Linked DNA regions of Mus musculus: regions 1, 2, 4, 5 and 6 are each linked to region 3. Evidence: chromatin contacts called from public HiChIP or PLAC-seq, Micro-C and promoter capture Hi-C data. All regions are on one chromosome and are shown on one strand. Each heading gives the region's core, a stretch centred on a gene start, on an enhancer-like site or on the middle of the called end of the contact. The rest is flanking DNA. Distances are from core to core; before and after follow the strand shown. Region 1 holds the start of Prkag2 (protein kinase, AMP-activated, gamma 2 non-catalytic subunit). Region 2 holds the start of Prkag2os1 (protein kinase, AMP-activated, gamma 2 non-catalytic subunit, opposite strand 1). Region 3 holds the start of Actr3b (ARP3 actin-related protein 3B). Region 4 overlaps Prkag2 (protein kinase, AMP-activated, gamma 2 non-catalytic subunit). Region 5 holds the start of Galnt11 (polypeptide N-acetylgalactosaminyltransferase 11). Region 6 holds the start of Galntl5 (UDP-N-acetyl-alpha-D-galactosamine:polypeptide N-acetylgalactosaminyltransferase-like 5).

Region 1 (2,700 bases), core at 112-2,611, 660 kb after region 3:
CTGCTTAGGGATACTGGTTGGGGGCTCTGGGGAGGAGGTGTACTTCATTCTTGTTTTGAAAGTGTGGTAGCAGGATGTATACAAACTTACCTGATGAACCAAGGATCGCCCCCTTCCCCCCAGCTGTAGGGTTTTACCTAATTTGCAGGAACTTGGCTGGTACCGTGGAAATCCAGGGGATTGCTGGACCCAGCAATGGGTTTCTCATGGGACAGACAGGTCCTTTACTAAATCATGGTCTTAAAGTGGTAACCACATCCTCTACGGTGGGAGAGCAGGAAGAGGAGTAAAGGCCATCTCCTTACCCGTGTCATGTCTTCGTCAAAGGAACCCCTATCACGTTTATGCTATAGGTACTGTCCGTGTATTACTGTTTACAGGGAGCAGGTGGGCTGATGTTAGCTTCAAAGAGCTGGAGTGATCACTGGGGTCAGCCGGTATTCAATTCTGAGCAGGAGAGGAAGCACGCCCCTCACTCAGACCAGAAGCCAAGGTCCTGCTGCCTGGGAGGAACACCAGGGCCCTGAGCAGCCCGCAGTACCAGATCTGCAGCCAGTGGCTCTGAAGATCCGGGAGCACGTGGCGTGTTCGCCCTGGTTTCAGGCTCCGACGCACCCATTTCCTCTCGTGGTTTTAGGACTTCAGCATTTACTGAGACCAGAGCGCCTTTGCCAAAGATCAAGGTTTGTTGCGCAATCTTTGATGAATCTGAAAAGAACCAAGTTGTGGAGAAAAGCCTGCACTCACCACGCCACAGGCCGCTCTGGACAGGATGGGGTTCCCTACGCCGCAGGGGGGCGGCGTTGCGAGAAGCGAGTGCGGTCACCCGAACCACTTTGACCCGGGGCTTCAATCGTGGCGTGGTCGGGCTGCGGGTGTGTGTTTCCGGGGGCTGGACCTAAACAGAGACACAGCAAAACCAGATGGATCAGAATCAGCTCCTGGCGAGTCCGGAGCTGGCCTACCTTGAGACAGAGAGTGCACGGCGACCACCCGGGGGCAGCGTGGGCCGCGTGGAGTGGGACAGTGGCGCCGCACGCCGCGCACTTCCTGTTCAACGCGCGCGCCGCCTGCCACCGCCCAGCGCTCCCAGAGCCTACGTTGGTGCCAGACCCGGCCCCCACAGTTCCCCGGGTCCCGGGGGCCGCGGCTCAGAGGCCGCCCGGGGCGGGCGCCCTGCCCTATTCTCCCCTAGGGGCTGGGGCGCGCCCTTCGGCCCGCAGAACCCAGCCAGCCGCCGCCACAGTTTATTCCTGCGGCCACGCGCCAGCCCAATTGCGACGAGTCTTCGCCTTTGCACCTCCTCTTCCCCCTCTGCCCTCCCTCTCGCCCAAAGAGGAGGCCCTCCGGGTCCCAGGCTCCCTGTCGCTTTATTGTGCGGCCCAGGGTTATGCATTTCTCTACCAAGTGTCTCTGGCCACCGTTTCCATCGAGGCACAGACACGAGAAGGCTGTTTTCCAAATTGCTGTTGTTAATTGCACCTGCCTGGCCGACTACCTCTGGGAATTTGTGGGAGGAGCCGAGAGGTGGAAAATGTTGCTTCGCTTTGCAGAAGGAGGAAAACTTTATCACCCAGCACAAGACTTCTGCCACGCGTAACCAAAAGTAGCACGGGCCGAGACTCTGCACCCAATGATTCCGTAGGAGAAAGAGGACGCTCCAACCCGGCATTCCGCGGACTGCCAGCCCCTCGGGTGGAGCCCCGCGTGTTACCTGCGCCACCCGCCCTCCCCGCGGAAGTCCCCACGAGGTGTTTTCAGGGTGGGAGGACAGTCATAAAAAGCGCGTGGCTCCAGTGTAACGGCAGCAGTCCTGGGAGGCAGCGAGGGGACCGAACCCCGGGGACGAGGCACCGGAATTAACTTCTAGCTAAAGTTATGGGAAGCGCAGCCATGGACACCAAGAAGAAGAAAGAGGTTTCCAGCCCGGGCGGGAGCAGTGGCAAAAAGAACCCTAGCCTGAAGAGGCGGTCACTGCGAGTGCACATTCCGGTGAGTCCCATCCCTGGAGCTCCAGACTCCCGCGGCGCCTAGGCGGTTAACAAGGGACACTCTGCGCGCGCCGTCCTGTCCCTCCTGTCCCTTCGGGAGGCTGGGGAGGGGGAGGGGCAGGGCCCAAGCTGGGCCGCAGAGCCCGAGATTGGATCTTGGTCCGTACTATAGTGGAGCTATGGGATTGTCTAGGACAGAGGCAAGGGTGTCTGCTGGGAAGCGAGTACGAGAAGCGCGCTCCCGGGTGCGCAAAGCCTGGTGGCGGACTGGGCGTAGCCCTGGATCGGGCCGGTGCGGGTGCTGGGGAGGGGGGTGGTGAGTTGTGTTGTTTTGTTGAAAAGGACCTCTTGTGAAGTGCGGGGAAGCGTGAGTTGAGGAGCCGCCGCCGCCACCGGGGACTGAGGAAAGGAGTGGTGGGTGGGAATATCGCGGGGTGCCACGGTGAGGCAGCACCCCCAAATAGCTCTCCCTCCACACCAATTTCAGGATGCATGTGAGTCGCGGCTGGAGCCCTTTGCAGTGATTCCCGTGGTTTGACTCCAGGAATATTTTGTGCCTCGTGGAATTTGGGGGCTTGAGGTTTTCTCGGCTTACTATACAGGGCTATTGCTAACTTCAGCCCAGAATACCCTGCCACCTTGGTTGGACTCTGGTGACATTGACTTAAACAGCCGGAGGGAGCAGCATGCAGAATAGCTTGCTCAGTGC
Region 2 (2,700 bases), core at 199-2,698, 860 kb after region 3:
AGGTAACTCCAGCTGGTGTCAGGTAGCCAAAAAAAAAAAAAAAAAAAAAAAAACAAAAAACAAAACAAAAAACTAGACAGCAAAAAATGCAGATCTAAACTCAATCCCCAGCACCCACATATAAAAATCTGGTAATATATAATCATGGTAATATAGGTTTGTAATCCCTGCACACTGGGGAAGCGTAGACAGGCAGATCTCTGGAGCTTACTGGCCAACCAGACGAGATGAATTGCCAAGATTCACTGTAAGAGCCTATCTCAAAAACTAAGGTGGAGAGCAATGGAAAAAGACATCCAGTAGCCACCTCTGGCCCTTACCCATACATGCACCCAAACATGCATGCTTACATGAATGTGCGCGCGCGCACACACACACACAGAGCGTGTGAGAGAGAAATCGCGAGCACCAGAGCGAGCAGGGACCACTCTGGGAAAGTAAAACATCTCGGAGCTCAGGCCCTGGCGTGTGAAGACTTGGCTGCCTTTCCTTGGGTAATCAATCCACAGAGCTCCTGAAGCTTTGTTTTAGTATTGCTATCACTATGGGTTGTATCTGCCAAACACAGGCCTGGCGCTTGGTAACCACTTGCTTGCTTTCCATTCCTCCTTGGAAGTCAGACTCCAGAGCATCCAATAACCAGTGTACCAAAAAAAAAAAAAAAAAAAAAAAAAAAAAAAAAAAAAAAGGGGGAAAGAAAACAAACAAAAAACTGTGCCCACTATTCTTACCTGGTGGGAGGGAATTGCCTAAAGGGAGTGAAGATGGGTTCTCTGTGGAGATGGCACACCTTGGGCACTGCAGCAGTCTGGCCCTCCGTGGCGTCACCATACATGAACAGGTGCACAGTTTCTATGTGGTATTAAATTTTCATGAGGATGGAGAATCCAGGGAGGCACTGAGAGCCTATGAAGCCTTTCCTTCTCCCTAGAATCTCGGGGCTTTTAAAAGTGAGCCTCTGCAGAGTCAGCCTGCCGGTTTGTTGGCTGTGACATGAGGGGTGCTGACCTCTGGTGGTAGACATGTCAAAGTGACAGGTTCAGAAGGTCTGTCTGTGCTCTCTGAACTCTGACCTTCTCTGGCTGAGTTTATAGGCCAGGGATAAATTGATTCTTGACCACAAGAATAATTAAGATTGTATGAAATATCTGTAGTAGAAAACTTCCTGCCTAGCTTACCCTGTATTTAACATATTGCCACATGTTTTAGTATATCCAAAGTCAGGTTCAAACATATCCTAACGGTGTCCTAGGCTTAAGAAGGTACAGGAGTTGTCCTGTGGACTGTGCTTTGGAAGGTGTCTGCACCCCAGAAGTTTCTGGAATGAAATTTTAGTCCCCGTGTAACGTGGAAAGGAGATGTATCGTCTCCCAGGTATTGATTGGTTCTTCCTAGGCATCCTGGAAAGGATGAAGCCAGCCTCCCCGCTGTCTGGCTTCTTCTCTGTCCATAGAGCCACACCCTCTTGTACCGGCTGCTGTGTGATGCTCCCCCCCCACCCCCCATTATGACACAGCCAGTAGGACACTCAGCACACATAAACGCTATGCTCCTTAGGTCTTCCCGCTACCAAAATCATGAGCCAAGTAAATAGCTGTGTATTTTGTCCAAGAAGCAAAATCAGGCTAAGACAGACAGGAAAAGGTCGTGTTACCTAAAAGGAAAAAAAAAAAAAAATACCTGACTGGTTTAAACAAACAGGAAAGTGCATAGAGTGGTTGGATAGCAAGAAGTGGAACATATCACCAGCCTTGGCAAGTGCATGGAACCAAGTAGAAAGTCATTAGGAACCAAGGTAACACCTCCCATCACTCTGCTAGGGACTCGTGAACTTCCCTCCAGAAGACTGTCTTTCTACTTTATAGGCACCCCACCAGGGTCCAGGCCCCATCACTATCCAAATGGAACTCCATCCCACTCGCCAGAGTCCTGGGCCTGTCTCTGACCTTTGTGGCTTCCAGCTTCACCTGTCAGGTGTAAACAGGAACGGTGTTGATTGTCCAGCAGCACTGGAAAAATTGGAAAAGCATTTTTAATGTTCTCTTCTCCTAGATCTTTTGATGACTACTAGCATATACTGTGGAACTATGCTGAGTCTCAGATAACCCTAAGGCACAAAGCATTACACACACACACCCTGGGTCATAGAAGAGCAAAGTCAGAAGAGAAGAGGTGAGCCTGGCAGTGGTGCCTTTAATCCCAGCACTTGGGAGGCAGAGGCAGGTGGATTTCTGAGTTCAAGGCCAACCTGGTCTACAGAGTGAGTTCCAGGACTGCCAAAGATACACAGAGAAACCCTGTCACGGGGGTGGGGGGAGGGGGGGAAGAGGTGAAGTGCCCTCTTTAAGATGGCATATAACATTCCAGAGACTCCCCTAGAGTCAAGCCCATGTTGGAGGCCAATGTGAGGTCATCTTCCTTTCAGAAGATTACCATGGTCTCCTCTTTATTCTTTACTCCAATTCTGCCCTGCATCCAAACTTGCCAAGGTTAGCACAAACTTATCTTCCCCAAATCCAGTGGCCAGCAGTCAACCCTCGTCCCCATCTTAACCTGGAGTCCACAGAGTTGCCCCGTGCCCTCTTCTCAACGCTCATCCTTAATCTCTAAGGCATGGCTGGAGAGGTGGCTTGGTCCCTGGTGGGTTCCCCACCATAGCTGGTTGTAGATACCCTCTGTGGTTCTTTCTCTTCCCTTTGC
Region 3 (2,700 bases), core at 111-2,610:
TGGTCCACAAGAGCCATACTGATTTGAGCAAGTCTAGGGAAGTCAGCAACTTCTCAAATACAGGGCAACAAAACTTCTCTATAACGTTTATTTCCAAAAGAAAAATTAGCAGAAATAGAACATGTTTTCCAGTCTGTAACCACTGCTGGTTCCGGAGCAACAAAAGGAAAGACACATCAGTAGGAGATGGACTGTAGCAAATTAGAAGACACCCCCACAAGGTTGTCAAGGAAACCAAACCAAGTATATTTTTCTACAGGAAAGAATTGCAAGAGAACATGCCACAGACTATTCGGTGACAAAGGATTACCATCCCTTGAAAAACATTTTAAGAGGCTAAATTTATTTGCAAGCTATTTATGAAGTACTTTGTCAGCAATGCCAGCAGGTACTCCCAAACTCCCAGGTTGGAGGTTTGGCTGCCACCTTCCTAAAATTAGCTAAGCCTGACAGCATAAGCCATTCTTAAGGTCTCTTCTGAAAAATTAACATCTTCAAAAAAGAAAAGAGTTATCTACTTCCCCAAAAAGGAGAGGGCTGTTTTTTTTTCAAAATGTTAGTCTTTTTTTAATGTGTGTGTGTGTGTGTGTGTGTGTGTGTGTGTGTGTGTGTGTGTTTTAAGAGCAAAGATAAGTGTATGCAAACCAAAGCAGGAGCTGGGCTAGGCTGTGCCATTTCAGAGTGGAAAAGAGCAGAGTGGGAAAGGGGACTGGGTGTCAAGTTGACATGGCACGTGTAAACATCTCCACGAGTAGGTGGTTGGTACATCAGTAGGGAAAGGTGACACGCGCGCGCGCGTGAGTGCACAGGATGAGGACAGGTGACAAGCACCCCGGGGATGGGGGGGAGAGGAACTACTCTGAGCTCTCAGGTGCAAGCCCTGCAGAGAAAGTATCTGCAGCAACATCCCGGCAAGGTGCAGCCCACCCGGTAACCCCGCAGCCTCATGCCCTCAGCACCCCATCTTCTCAGAGCCACATCCCTTAACTCTCTAAGCCCTCAGATTGAGCTCCGTCCCCCAGCTCCCACCCCACCTAAGCTCTATCCCTCAAACTCCCCAACCCCTCAGACTGAGCTCTGTCCCTCAGCACACCATCCCTCCGTGCACCATCCCTCCGCGCTCCTCCTGCCGTCTGACCCCGCGGGGAAATGGCTCCAGGACGCCCAGCGAAGCGTGAGTGGGCGCGTGGGGCGCGGCTCTTACCCGGTGCCGCAGTCAACCACGCAGGGAGGCAGCGAGCCCGCCATGCTCGGCCACGAGGCGCTCCGTCCCCACCAGCCCCAGCGTGCCCCTGGGTGCCCAGTGCCAAGGTGCCGGGTCGCAGGCAGCGCCGCTCCCCACCCAGGAGCTGCCGGGAGCCCAGAGGCTCTGCCTCGTGACGTCACTCTACAGTTGGCCAATCGGGGACGCGCACGCTCCGCCCTCTTGTCAGCCATCCTTAGTGCTGGCAGCCCGGCGTTTTAGCCTATGCATCTATCCTGCAGTGGAAGAGATTGGAGTCTATTTTTAACATGCATAAGGTGACTATGACCCCATTTGCGAGGCCTGAATTCTTTCTCTTCTCTCCTTTTTACAAATTGCAATTTTGTTTTGTTATGTTTTGTTTTCGAAACAGGGTTTCTCTGTGTAGCCCATACTGCCCTGGAACTCTTTCGGTAGGTAGTTCAGGCTAGCCCCACTTGCCTCTGCCTCCCTAGTGCTGGGATCAAAGGTGTGCCCCACCACTGCCGGCTTATCTAGCTGCAATTTTTTTTAAAGATTATTGGCTGTGTGTCTATCTGTCGCTATGTCTGCTGGTGTGTGCATGTATGTAAGAGCAGGTGCTCTTGGAAGCCAGAGGCTTAGGATCCCATGCAGCTGAAGTTATAGACAGCTGTGAATGGGCACCAGGAATCTGAATTGGGTCTCCCGGAAGAGCAGCAAGTGCTCTTCGCTGAGCCATCTCTCCAGCCCCTTTCTCCTCTTAATTCTCACTTCAATGTTCACTTTATTCTCTACCCCAACAATCTCTTGATTTTATTTCTAACACTTAAAGCTAGTTTGGGTACTTATTAGTAGATGTTCACCTCTCCTGAATTATAGGTTCTCCTAGGGCAGGGCTTCATGCTTAACACATTTGGTGCTCCGATAAAAATCACCTGAATGTTGAACGAATAAATAACCTTCACTGTAGAAAAATACTTATGACTTTCTATGATAGAGCACTGCATAATGTATCCTGGGAGAAAATCAACATATGCATAATTAGGCTTAAGGAATAAATGACCTTAGTCAATGCCACATCAATATTACTAGGAAATATTTTCTAATATCAAAGATAGGGTGATTATCCAGCATCATTGTGGAAAGGAGACTTAAGAAGGAAAACACCTACCTACTGGAAACCCCACTTGCACCCTAAATGTTAGCCTCTAAAGTTCTTGACTGTGATGCCAAAGGAACTTTCTAGAGATGTATTAATTCACTTGGTCTTTACTGGGACTTAAAGCATTGTGGATTTTCCACAGGAGAAGAATTAGATTAGTTGACCATTCTTGGGTAATTCTTTTTTTTTTTAAGATTTATTTATTTATTATATGTAAGTACACTGTAGCTGTCTTCAGACACACCAGAAGAAGGTGTCAGATCTCATTACGGGTGGTTGTGAGCCACCATGTGGTTGCTGGGATTTGAACTCGGGACCTTTGGAAAAGCAGTCA
Region 4 (2,700 bases), core at 61-2,560, 750 kb after region 3:
GAGGCCAGAGGTAAACTTTAGATATCATTCTTCAGTTATTGTCCACCTCATCTTCTGAGATGGGTTCTTTTCATTGGCCTGGAGCTCCCACGTGGTGTTTCTGGTTGGCCATTGAGTCCCAGGGGTTCCCCATCTCCCCCCTCTGAGCTCTGAGATTGCAGTGCACCCTACATGTGGGTATCAAGCTCGAGTTCTCATGCATGCACAGCAAGCACTTCGTCAAGTTGGTTGTCTACTTAGCCCTAAAAAGTTCATCCTGTCATCTGAGATGAGCTGAGATGTCTTGTGCTACATTTAACCACTTGGGGCAGCCACTGCACCATCTAAGTCTTCACCACATTCAAGGAGCGATGCCTTTACTACTGGCCTCCTTTCCACCTTTGTTTTCTGGATCTTTTCTTACATCTAATTTCACTCACACAGTGTGGGGGTGTGTAAAATGAGAGAGCATAGCTGGGGTCCCGTTGTCCTGGGCCTGTCCCATCAGTTGCTTACATTTTTCCTGGCTTTTTGGTACTGTGGCCACTAGGGGGTGCTATAGCCTCACATGCTGAACCTTGAGCAGGCGCTGCTGTGAGAAAAAAGCAGGAACCGTCCCTGCACGTGTCTCGTCCTAGCAGAATCAGGAGGCCAAAAGGAAGGTTCACACCTCTGGCACTGGGCAGGCCACAGCAAACAAGCTGATCCCTGCCATCCTGGAGGCAAGCGGGACATACGTGGCCAAGGCATCACCATGCTGTGTCAAGTGCTGGGAAGAAAATCAGAAGGGTGACGGGGTGCTAGGTGTAGGGGAGTCAGGGGCAGCCTCTCTGATGGGAAGGAGTCAGAGAGGGCTCTGCTGGACAGCCCAAAGATGGCGTGCCAGGCAGGAGAATGCAGGGCATTTTTTTCCAGTCCTGAGGAAAAGAGCTAGCCAGCTAGCTACAGGTGAGGTCAGGAAGGTGGGGCCTCAATGGTGGAGCCCAGGGCTCTTTAAATGAATGGTTGGGAAAGCCAGAGGAAGGGTGTGCCCTTTGCATAAGCTTGTGTGGCTGCTGCTCAGACTACAGCTGGGACTGAGGGCCATCCGAGAGCCACTGAAACAGACCTGACATCAAGCCAATGGGCTCCAGCCTCCCTGGGGACGTCACTTCAGGCTTGTTTTCCTCTAGAAACTCTTGCTTAACTATGCTTGGCTTAAGCCGTCCTCCTGTGTGTGAGCTGAACTCTTACCACAAATCCCTCTGCAGTCTGTTGCCTCCTGACTGGCTTCTCTCGCTCCTCTCTTTGGAAACCACGCGCTGGGCTTGACTCTTCTCTCAGCTCTTCCCGTCTCACCCACTCTACCGCCACCATCCGGCCAGTCCCAGTTAGTGCATGGAGGGCCACCCACAGCAGAGCTCTAGCCTCAGGGCTGACAGTGGAAGGCACTGTAACCTGGAGGCCTGTTGCCTTCTGCGCTCTGTTGGGCTGAGACCAAGAACTCAGCTCCTCTTGTTCCTTTCCCTTCTCCTGCAGATCAGAATCGTCCTGACTGAGGTTTAGACTAAGATAGACTTTACAGCTAGCATGAAAACAAGTAGCAGCTGATGATGCATGGTGTGGCAGTGGCACTGGGACCTGAGATGGAAACATTGGGTCAGCTCCTCCAGCCCCACTGAGCAATACACAGAATCTTGTCTTAATAGCACACTGACGTTGCTGATGGAACTGCTTTGGGGCCTTATCTTTGTCCCACTAGGAAAAAAAAAAGGAATAAAAAAATCTCTGTCCTGGGTTCCACCTCTTCTGATTACACAAAGGCTGTTCCAGCCCTCAGATTAACACAGCCCTCAGCAAGACAGGTGGAAATCAAAAGATGGAGAACACACCCTGGCCCCTGGGCTATTTGCATCTGTGGGATACTTGAAAACCTGCGAACAAGTCATGCAAATGAAGCCAGCGGCTTCCCTGCTGCTCGTTTGAATTCTTAACTGCTGTTTGCAGTAAGAGATACATTGGAGAGCTTGGGGGGTGATTCAGTTCTGTGTGCTGGGAGTCTGAGTTCAAGTCCCAGAACCAAGGTAAAAAAAATCTAGGTGAGTGTGGTAGCAGCCTGGGAGGAGAGGAGGCTGGGAGGAGACCAGAGGACCTCTAGGACTTGCTGGCCAGCCAACCTCAACTAATTTAGTGAGAGACTGTCTCAAAAAGCAAGGTGGATGGAGCCTGAAGGACGGCTGAGATGATGGCCTCCAGATACCACAGTTACACCCCTGTACACACATTCCCTTCCCCATCCCTGCCCCTGCCCCCCTCTGCCTTGTGAACACACACACACACACACACACACACACACACACACACACGATGTTGTCATCCAGCATAGAACCCCCTTCTCATGACACGGGATTTCCTCTGGAATCTCTTCGTTGTCTCTGATTTTAGCATGCTTTATCAGATAAGACCGCTGATTTTTATGATCTGGGTGGAGAGAGTGATTGCAGTCTGGAAAATACAACCCCAGATGGTCAGAGACGTAGAGATGAGTTTGAAAGGCCTGCCAGTTGAGTCTGGCTAGGGTGTGGAGAGTGGGACTGGCAAGATGCACTCTGGCCAGAGATGGAGAAGTATCTTTCCTTGCTCAGTCTTGACCGAAGTCAGATGTACAGACCACCAAAGGAATGTCATTGCTGTGTGTGGTTACAGTGCTCCAGATCTTCCAGGAAGACTAAGTAGAGGGAC
Region 5 (2,700 bases), core at 70-2,569, 540 kb after region 3:
CCTTATTCCATAGCCTTTGTAAAGGCTGCCAGCAGAAGGTGTGGCCTTAGATTAAAGGTGGATCTTCCCACCTCAAAGATACAGATTAGAAATGCTCTCCCCACTTCAAATGATTTAATTCAGCAAAAATCTCTCACAGTTGTGTCTAGCCATTTTTGGTTGTCAAGTTGACAACCAAGAATAGCCTCAAACAGATACAGATAAAGGAAAGACCATGGATTCCAATTCAAATGAAGTATCTAAACCAGGTAAACTGAGAGACTGAAGAAGAGCAGGAGTCCCTGCCCTATGTTATAATGTCTGTCCTGAGTGATTGATTTTGGAAATATATGGCACTGCCTGTTAAGACAACACTGTGAATGTACCCGATGCCATTCAACTATACTAGTAAAATAATCAATAAACTTCATGTTAATTATACTTCACAAGAAAAATAGTAATATAAAATTGTTAAGAAACCTGGCAAGAAACAGCACAGAAATGTTAGAGATTTGATTCCAGGGCCATCAAATGAAAACTATAGACTACGGTATGGTGACATTTCAGTTGCAGAGCTCCGTGGCAGGCACATGCTGAGGGTAAGAAAGGCTTACTTCCTGTTTTTCTTAAAGCATTATTTCAAATAAAAGAAGAAATAAGTTTGAAGTAACTGTTTTGTTGGGCCCACGGACTAGAAAGCGTCTCCAGGGTCTCATTTTTTGTTTGAAGATAAGCAACCAACCAACATGATGGCTCTCAAAGTAAAAGGACAAGATCTGACAGACAGGTGGCGGGTCTTCCTATATTTATATTTAAAGCACTAGTTTGGGGTGTACGAAAACCATAAAAGGTAATTTTTTTAACAAGCATACTGCAAAGAAACATGCATCCTTTCTGTCTTCCAGCCTCCTGTACCGACGCGGTCTAAATCCTGACCGTAATAACAGCAATAAAGATAAAATCGGTATTTTTTTCTAGTAAATCACAACACTGGCTGGAGGTTACGGCCACCGAGAGAACGGCCATGCGCAGTACCCATCACTGCTGTTGAATCCGGAAGCAGCTCTGGCCTCCCAGGCCACCAAGCCTGCTCCAGCAGCCGCGTCCCTTCAGGCCGCAGCCCACGCTCAGGCGCCGACGTAGGCCGCGCGGGGTCAAGCGCCGCGGGCCGGCTACTCACCGCGACACCCGCAGGCCGGGATAGCGGCGCTCCAGGGCACGGGCTGCGGCATCTCCGCTCCCGCCACAGCCCGGGCCGAGCCGCACGAGCCGCGGCGCGCGACGCGGCCCACGACACGCAGCCTTGCGGAGCCCTCGCGTCACGGCACGCGTCACCGCACGCACGCCCTCGCCTCCGAGGATGACGTCACCGCCCGCGGCCTGGCGTCACGAGGCCCGGGCTCCTCCCCGCCCAGTGTGGAGCTGAGCTCTGTCCCATAGGGCCTTAGTGAAGTTCACTCCAGAGAGAAGCTTAGATGAGGGGACGACTTTTTCTTGGAGAGAATGTGAGGAAATTTAGCAGATCAAACAGAATGGTAAGGTTTTGGTAGTTGGTCCATTAATGCTGCTTTACATTGACGGGTATCTATATTAATCCTGTTATCTCACCATGCTATTCAGCCAAGACTTTTTTTTTTTAAATCCGTGATGTCTGGTAGAGCAATGGGACATATGTAAGGAGAAAATTCTGCGTCCCTTATTTTTAAGAAAGCAGCATCTCCTGAACCAATAAATTGTTCTAGCTAGCATTAACCCAGGATACTTCCCTCCTGCATTAACTGGCTGTGGTGACCGACTTTGACTTGAAATGCCCCACTGGGGCTTATGTGGAGCTTGGTGCCTGCTGGTGGTGCAATTGCCAAAGATTGTAGAAACTTTTTGGAGGTGGGGGTCAATCTAGAGGGAGAAGGATCAGGGATGTCCGAGGGTCTTACCTGGTCCAATTGTCCAAGTCTCCTTCTGGCTTCCTGCCCATCATGAAGTAAATAACCTACCCCATATACTGCTGTCATCCTGATGTTCTGCTCAAATGCGATGGCCAAGCAACCATGCAATAAACCCTCAGTAACCATGAACCAAAATAACTCTTTTCCCTTTAAGTTGTCAACACAGTGGCACAAAATTAACTCATATGTGGCCCTGCCAAATACTTACTAGTATTGTGAGGCTGTAGGATGCTCTGTGAGGTTACCTAGGTCTATCCTTAAGGCTGAAATCCTGATGGCCCTTATCTGTGTCCTTCCATGGCCATTGCCCTCAGTCAAACAGTTGCTGCTCAATGCCAAAGAAAGCATTTTTCATAGTTCCCATTCTTGTCCACACAGCATCTTAACGGGAACTCATGGTTGTTTAAGGGATGACTCTCTCACGAGAGGGCAATAGAACAGAAGCATTGTCATGCCATAACCATGTGTCTGCTATTGTTCCTGTATGTGTGACAACGTTCCTGACAGAAACTACTTAAGGGTTTATTTTGGCCACAGTGTGAGGTACAGCCTCTGCTGTGGTGGGTAAGCCATGGCAAGCAGAGGTCTAAGGTAGCCTGTGACACTTCACCCTCAGGAGGCCCAGAGAGGCTGGTGCTCATCTTACAACCTGGTTTGTTTTGTTTTTTTGTTTTGTTTTGTTTTTTTCTTTTTATTTGATCCCTGCTCCATGGCCACCCACATTCCAGGTAGGTTTTCCTTACTCAGCTAAACCTCTCAGGAAACCACAAAGACA
Region 6 (2,700 bases), core at 107-2,606, 580 kb after region 3:
TTTCCGGCAGGAGGGGCGGATGAGAGCGGGTGATGGGAGTGAGAATAACTAAAATTCAGTGTAATACACGAAACTGTCAAAGGTGTGCATGTGTGTGTGTGCACACACACATGTGTGTGCCTGTATGTGTGCATATGTGCAAGTATGTTGGGCGTGGGTGTGGGTGAGTGTAGTGAAACTTTCCCTAACCTATGAGTATAAAATGCCTTGTTAGCATACTTTATGGATTTTTTTTTATTAATTGATTTTTGTGTGTGTGTAGCCCTGGCTGTCCTGAAACTCATTTTTGTAGACCAGGCTGGCCTAGAACTCAAGAGATCTGCCTGCCTCTGTCTCCTTGGTGCTGGAATTAGCTGCCTGACTATCAGTATATCTTATTAAAGGGGCCTTGTCAGAGTCCCCGTTCCTGTAATGGTTAATGTTGTCAACTCTACAGGATCTAGGATCACTGGAGAGAGAGAGACTCTCAGTAAATCTACATAATTCAAATTAGGTTAATTGAGGTGGAAACATCCGCATTAAATATGGGTGATGCATTCCGTGGCCTGGGGTCCCAGGTGAATGGAGAGGAGAAAGCCCTGAGCACCAGAATTCACTACTTCCTGGCTGTGAACACCATGTGATCAGCCACCTCCCTCTCCTGCCACAGTGCTTCTGTGCTTTCCCCATCACTATGAAATCTATCCCCTCAAGTTGTAAGCTAAAATAAACTCTCACTCCTTTAAAAATAAATTTTAAAAAATGTAAAAGTATGATGTGATTAAGTCATCGGTGTGAAGATCTGTGCGGGCACACATCCTCCCCACATTAGCGTCAGGAGAGCATGACCTTGCTTCTGATCCATGCCACCACTGATTTTTCTGAAAACAACATTTTGCAATGCTTTATCTTCCCAACACTGCTCTTCAGATGGGACCTGTAACCTCACTCTTCAAAGGCCTTCCCTCCATTGAGTTTTAAGTAACTATAAAGAGCTCACACAAGTATGTCACAGAGTCCCCTTTCAGGAACTGGAGCCTACACAGTATCTTATGTCTTCCAGAAGTGAGGCATAGCCAGCCTTTTCTTGTGGTAAATCAGTCTCCGTGCTGCTCGGCAGAGTCCACATCAGCCAATGTCCAGCAGACCACTGCTTGCACTGGTCTAGATGCCTGGACTTCCTGAGTCTCTAACTCTGGCCTAGCTCCTTACCTGTCAATGAGGCTGCCTTTCTGGCAGCTTTTAAAGTTATTTGACAACCAGAGTCATAAGTGGAATCAGGTCTGTGAGTGATGAAAAGATGTAATTTTCTAGGTGGTACTAGATCATGCTGGGTTGCCTTACAGCAACAGAGTGTTCAGCAGGCCACCACAGGCTGGCTCTCAGAGCCCAGTGACATCACACAAGGCACTGTTGGCCCACAGAGGCCTCTGTCTGGAAGTCTAGCAAGCAGTTAGAATCCAGGAAGCTAGAACCCAAAGGGGCCTATCATAACTACTGTCTGAATGTCATTCCTCCTCAGCTAAGGAAACAGAAAGTCTCATGAGAGTCAAGGTCAAAACCCAGGGTATGCAGGCTTGGCCTAATGTTTAGCTCTTGTGAAATGAGATTACAAAACAGCTGTCAGAATACCTCAAGAAACTGAAATATGAGACCAAAGGCTGCCTGAATGCAGCCTTTAACTTTTCCTTTCTGATCCATTGCTCAGCATTTAGATGGCAGTACACAAGATCAGCCAAGACTTGAGAGAGCCCTTCTGTGAGAGTAAGAGGAGGTTGGACCCCTCCCCCCAGAGGCTTGGAACCACCACACCCCTGTATCAGCTCAATAGAGGCAGTGGTGCGCTGGGGCTCTTCTAGACCCTTCTCTAGAGCATGAAGGTCTGGACAACTCCTAGCATAAATTTGGATGCTCATCTGCACAAGCTAGATAGGAAGCACTTCTATTTCATTTATCAATGGTATTAATGCAGACTATGTTTGAATGGGCGGGGGAGATGGCTTATTTGGGAAACTCCTTGCCACACAGCATAAAGGTCTGAGTTTGGAACCCTAGCATCACATAAAAGCCATTCATGGCAATGCACACCTGAGACCCTAGCCTGGGGAAGGCAGAGACAGGAGAAGCCCTGGAACTTGCTAGCAGGTTCAGTGAGAGGCCTTGCCTCAAAAACAAAACAAAAAAAAGACCAGTAAGGGAGGACGCCACACACCAATCTTCATATATACATACATGTACATGTGTAGCTATCTCTGCCTACACACACACACACACACACACACACACACACACACACACTCACATAAATTTTCCTAGCACATAAGACTCTGAGTTTGATCCCTGGCAATGAAAACAAACACAAAACAAACTAACAAACCAACCATTTTCTCAATATCTATGCAAATATATATATATATATATATATATATATAATGCAAAAGCCCATGCAGAGTGGAATGGACAGGGCTGTGGGTGTGGTACAGCTGGTATAGTGCCTGTCTAACAAGCATGGAGCCCTGTGCTCCATCCCAGCACCACAGTGGGAATGGATGGGGCTGTGGGCATGCATGTGATAGCAGGACACCTCAGACACAGAAGCAAGATGCAGGGTGCATGATGCTATTGCTATGACACTGAAGAAGGTGCCAAACTGATCTACACTGAGAACAGCCAGAGGGTGAGACAGGCACTAGGTACTGTGTGGGGCCAGGGCATCTGGAT

What was found. Promoter capture Hi-C pulls out the DNA fragments that hold promoters and counts their contacts. Hi-C and Micro-C count contacts between places; a contact is called where the count stands out from the background. HiChIP or PLAC-seq counts read pairs in DNA pulled down with a chosen protein or histone mark.
Region 1: a contact with region 3 is called in an H3K4me3 HiChIP or PLAC-seq map of embryonic stem cells, with 8 times the contacts expected there. The contact joins the promoter of Prkag2 here to the promoter of Actr3b in region 3. A contact is called at or near these places in 8 of 39 promoter capture datasets (the 3T3-L1 cell line, HPC-7-derived erythroid cells, cranial neural crest and 4 more), 3 of 484 Hi-C or Micro-C datasets (all in embryonic stem cells), 6 of 115 datasets of contacts at active chromatin or transcription factors (acute myeloid leukemia and embryonic stem cells) and 1 of 9 other capture datasets (embryonic stem cells).
Region 2: a contact with region 3 is called in a Micro-C map of embryonic stem cells, with 4 times the contacts expected there. The contact joins the promoter of Prkag2os1 here to the promoter of Actr3b in region 3. A contact is called at or near these places in 2 of 39 promoter capture datasets (embryonic stem cells and pre-B cells), 3 of 484 Hi-C or Micro-C datasets (all in embryonic stem cells), 7 of 115 datasets of contacts at active chromatin or transcription factors (embryonic forebrain, embryonic stem cells, large pre-B cells and 2 more) and 1 of 9 other capture datasets (embryonic stem cells).
Region 4: a Micro-C map of embryonic stem cells shows a contact between it and region 3, with 3 times the contacts expected there. The contact joins the enhancer-like site here to the promoter of Actr3b in region 3. A contact is called at or near these places in 3 of 39 promoter capture datasets (embryonic stem cells and pre-B cells), 1 of 484 Hi-C or Micro-C datasets (embryonic stem cells), 6 of 115 datasets of contacts at active chromatin or transcription factors (astrocytes, craniofacial prominence and embryonic stem cells) and 1 of 9 other capture datasets (embryonic stem cells).
Region 5: a promoter capture Hi-C map of embryonic stem cells shows a contact between it and region 3, with 3 times the contacts expected there. The contact joins the promoter of Galnt11 here to the promoter of Actr3b in region 3. A contact is called at or near these places in 16 of 39 promoter capture datasets (the 3T3-L1 cell line, the C10 cell line, the HPC-7 cell line and 10 more), 1 of 484 Hi-C or Micro-C datasets (embryonic stem cells), 6 of 115 datasets of contacts at active chromatin or transcription factors (astrocytes, cardiomyocytes, embryonic forebrain and 1 more) and 2 of 9 other capture datasets (adipose tissue and liver).
Region 6: a promoter capture Hi-C map of embryonic stem cells shows a contact between it and region 3, with 6 times the contacts expected there. The contact joins the promoter of Galntl5 here to the promoter of Actr3b in region 3. A contact is called at or near these places in 10 of 39 promoter capture datasets (the 3T3-L1 cell line, the C10 cell line, the HPC-7 cell line and 7 more), 1 of 484 Hi-C or Micro-C datasets (embryonic stem cells), 5 of 115 datasets of contacts at active chromatin or transcription factors (embryonic hindbrain, embryonic limb bud and embryonic stem cells) and 2 of 9 other capture datasets (adipose tissue and embryonic stem cells).

Annotation. Positions count from the first base shown.
Region 1 is chr5:25,099,303-25,102,002 of GRCm38.p6, reverse strand. It overlaps Prkag2 (protein kinase, AMP-activated, gamma 2 non-catalytic subunit), which reads left to right and starts at 1,361. Exons shown (of 16, transcript NM_145401.2): 1 at 1,361-1,992. The coding sequence starts at 1,879. It overlaps Gm42232 (a long non-coding RNA gene), which reads left to right and starts at 2,000. Exons shown (of 2, transcript XR_880887.2): 1 at 2,000-2,150. 2900005J15Rik (RIKEN cDNA 2900005J15 gene) reads right to left here and starts at 1,028. Exons shown (of 1, transcript NR_027851.1): 1 at 1-1,028.
Region 2 is chr5:24,901,317-24,904,016 of GRCm38.p6, reverse strand. It overlaps Prkag2os1 (protein kinase, AMP-activated, gamma 2 non-catalytic subunit, opposite strand 1), which reads right to left and starts at 1,448. Exons shown (of 7, transcript NR_040684.1): 1 at 1,179-1,448; 2 at 732-852. The region is part of intron 5 of Prkag2 (protein kinase, AMP-activated, gamma 2 non-catalytic subunit); the gene reads left to right.
Region 3 is chr5:25,758,633-25,761,332 of GRCm38.p6, reverse strand. It overlaps Actr3b (ARP3 actin-related protein 3B), which reads right to left and starts at 1,360. Exons shown (of 12, transcript NM_001004365.2): 1 at 1,205-1,360. The coding sequence starts at 1,248.
Region 4 is chr5:25,009,166-25,011,865 of GRCm38.p6, reverse strand. The region is part of intron 3 of Prkag2 (protein kinase, AMP-activated, gamma 2 non-catalytic subunit); the gene reads left to right. Among named protein-coding and RNA genes, the nearest start is that of 1500035N22Rik, 25 kb to the right of the region's middle. Within about 2 kb of position 1,310, at least 106 of the 459 cell types and tissues checked have an H3K27ac peak or open chromatin away from gene starts, as enhancers often do. A contact at or near this core is called in astrocytes and embryonic stem cells, where this site is marked.
Region 5 is chr5:25,221,491-25,224,190 of GRCm38.p6, reverse strand. Galnt11 (polypeptide N-acetylgalactosaminyltransferase 11) reads right to left here and starts at 1,319. Exons shown (of 12, transcript NM_144908.4): 1 at 1,160-1,319.
Region 6 is chr5:25,180,136-25,182,835 of GRCm38.p6, reverse strand. It overlaps Galntl5 (UDP-N-acetyl-alpha-D-galactosamine:polypeptide N-acetylgalactosaminyltransferase-like 5), which reads right to left and starts at 1,356. Exons shown (of 9, transcript NM_026449.3): 1 at 1,192-1,356.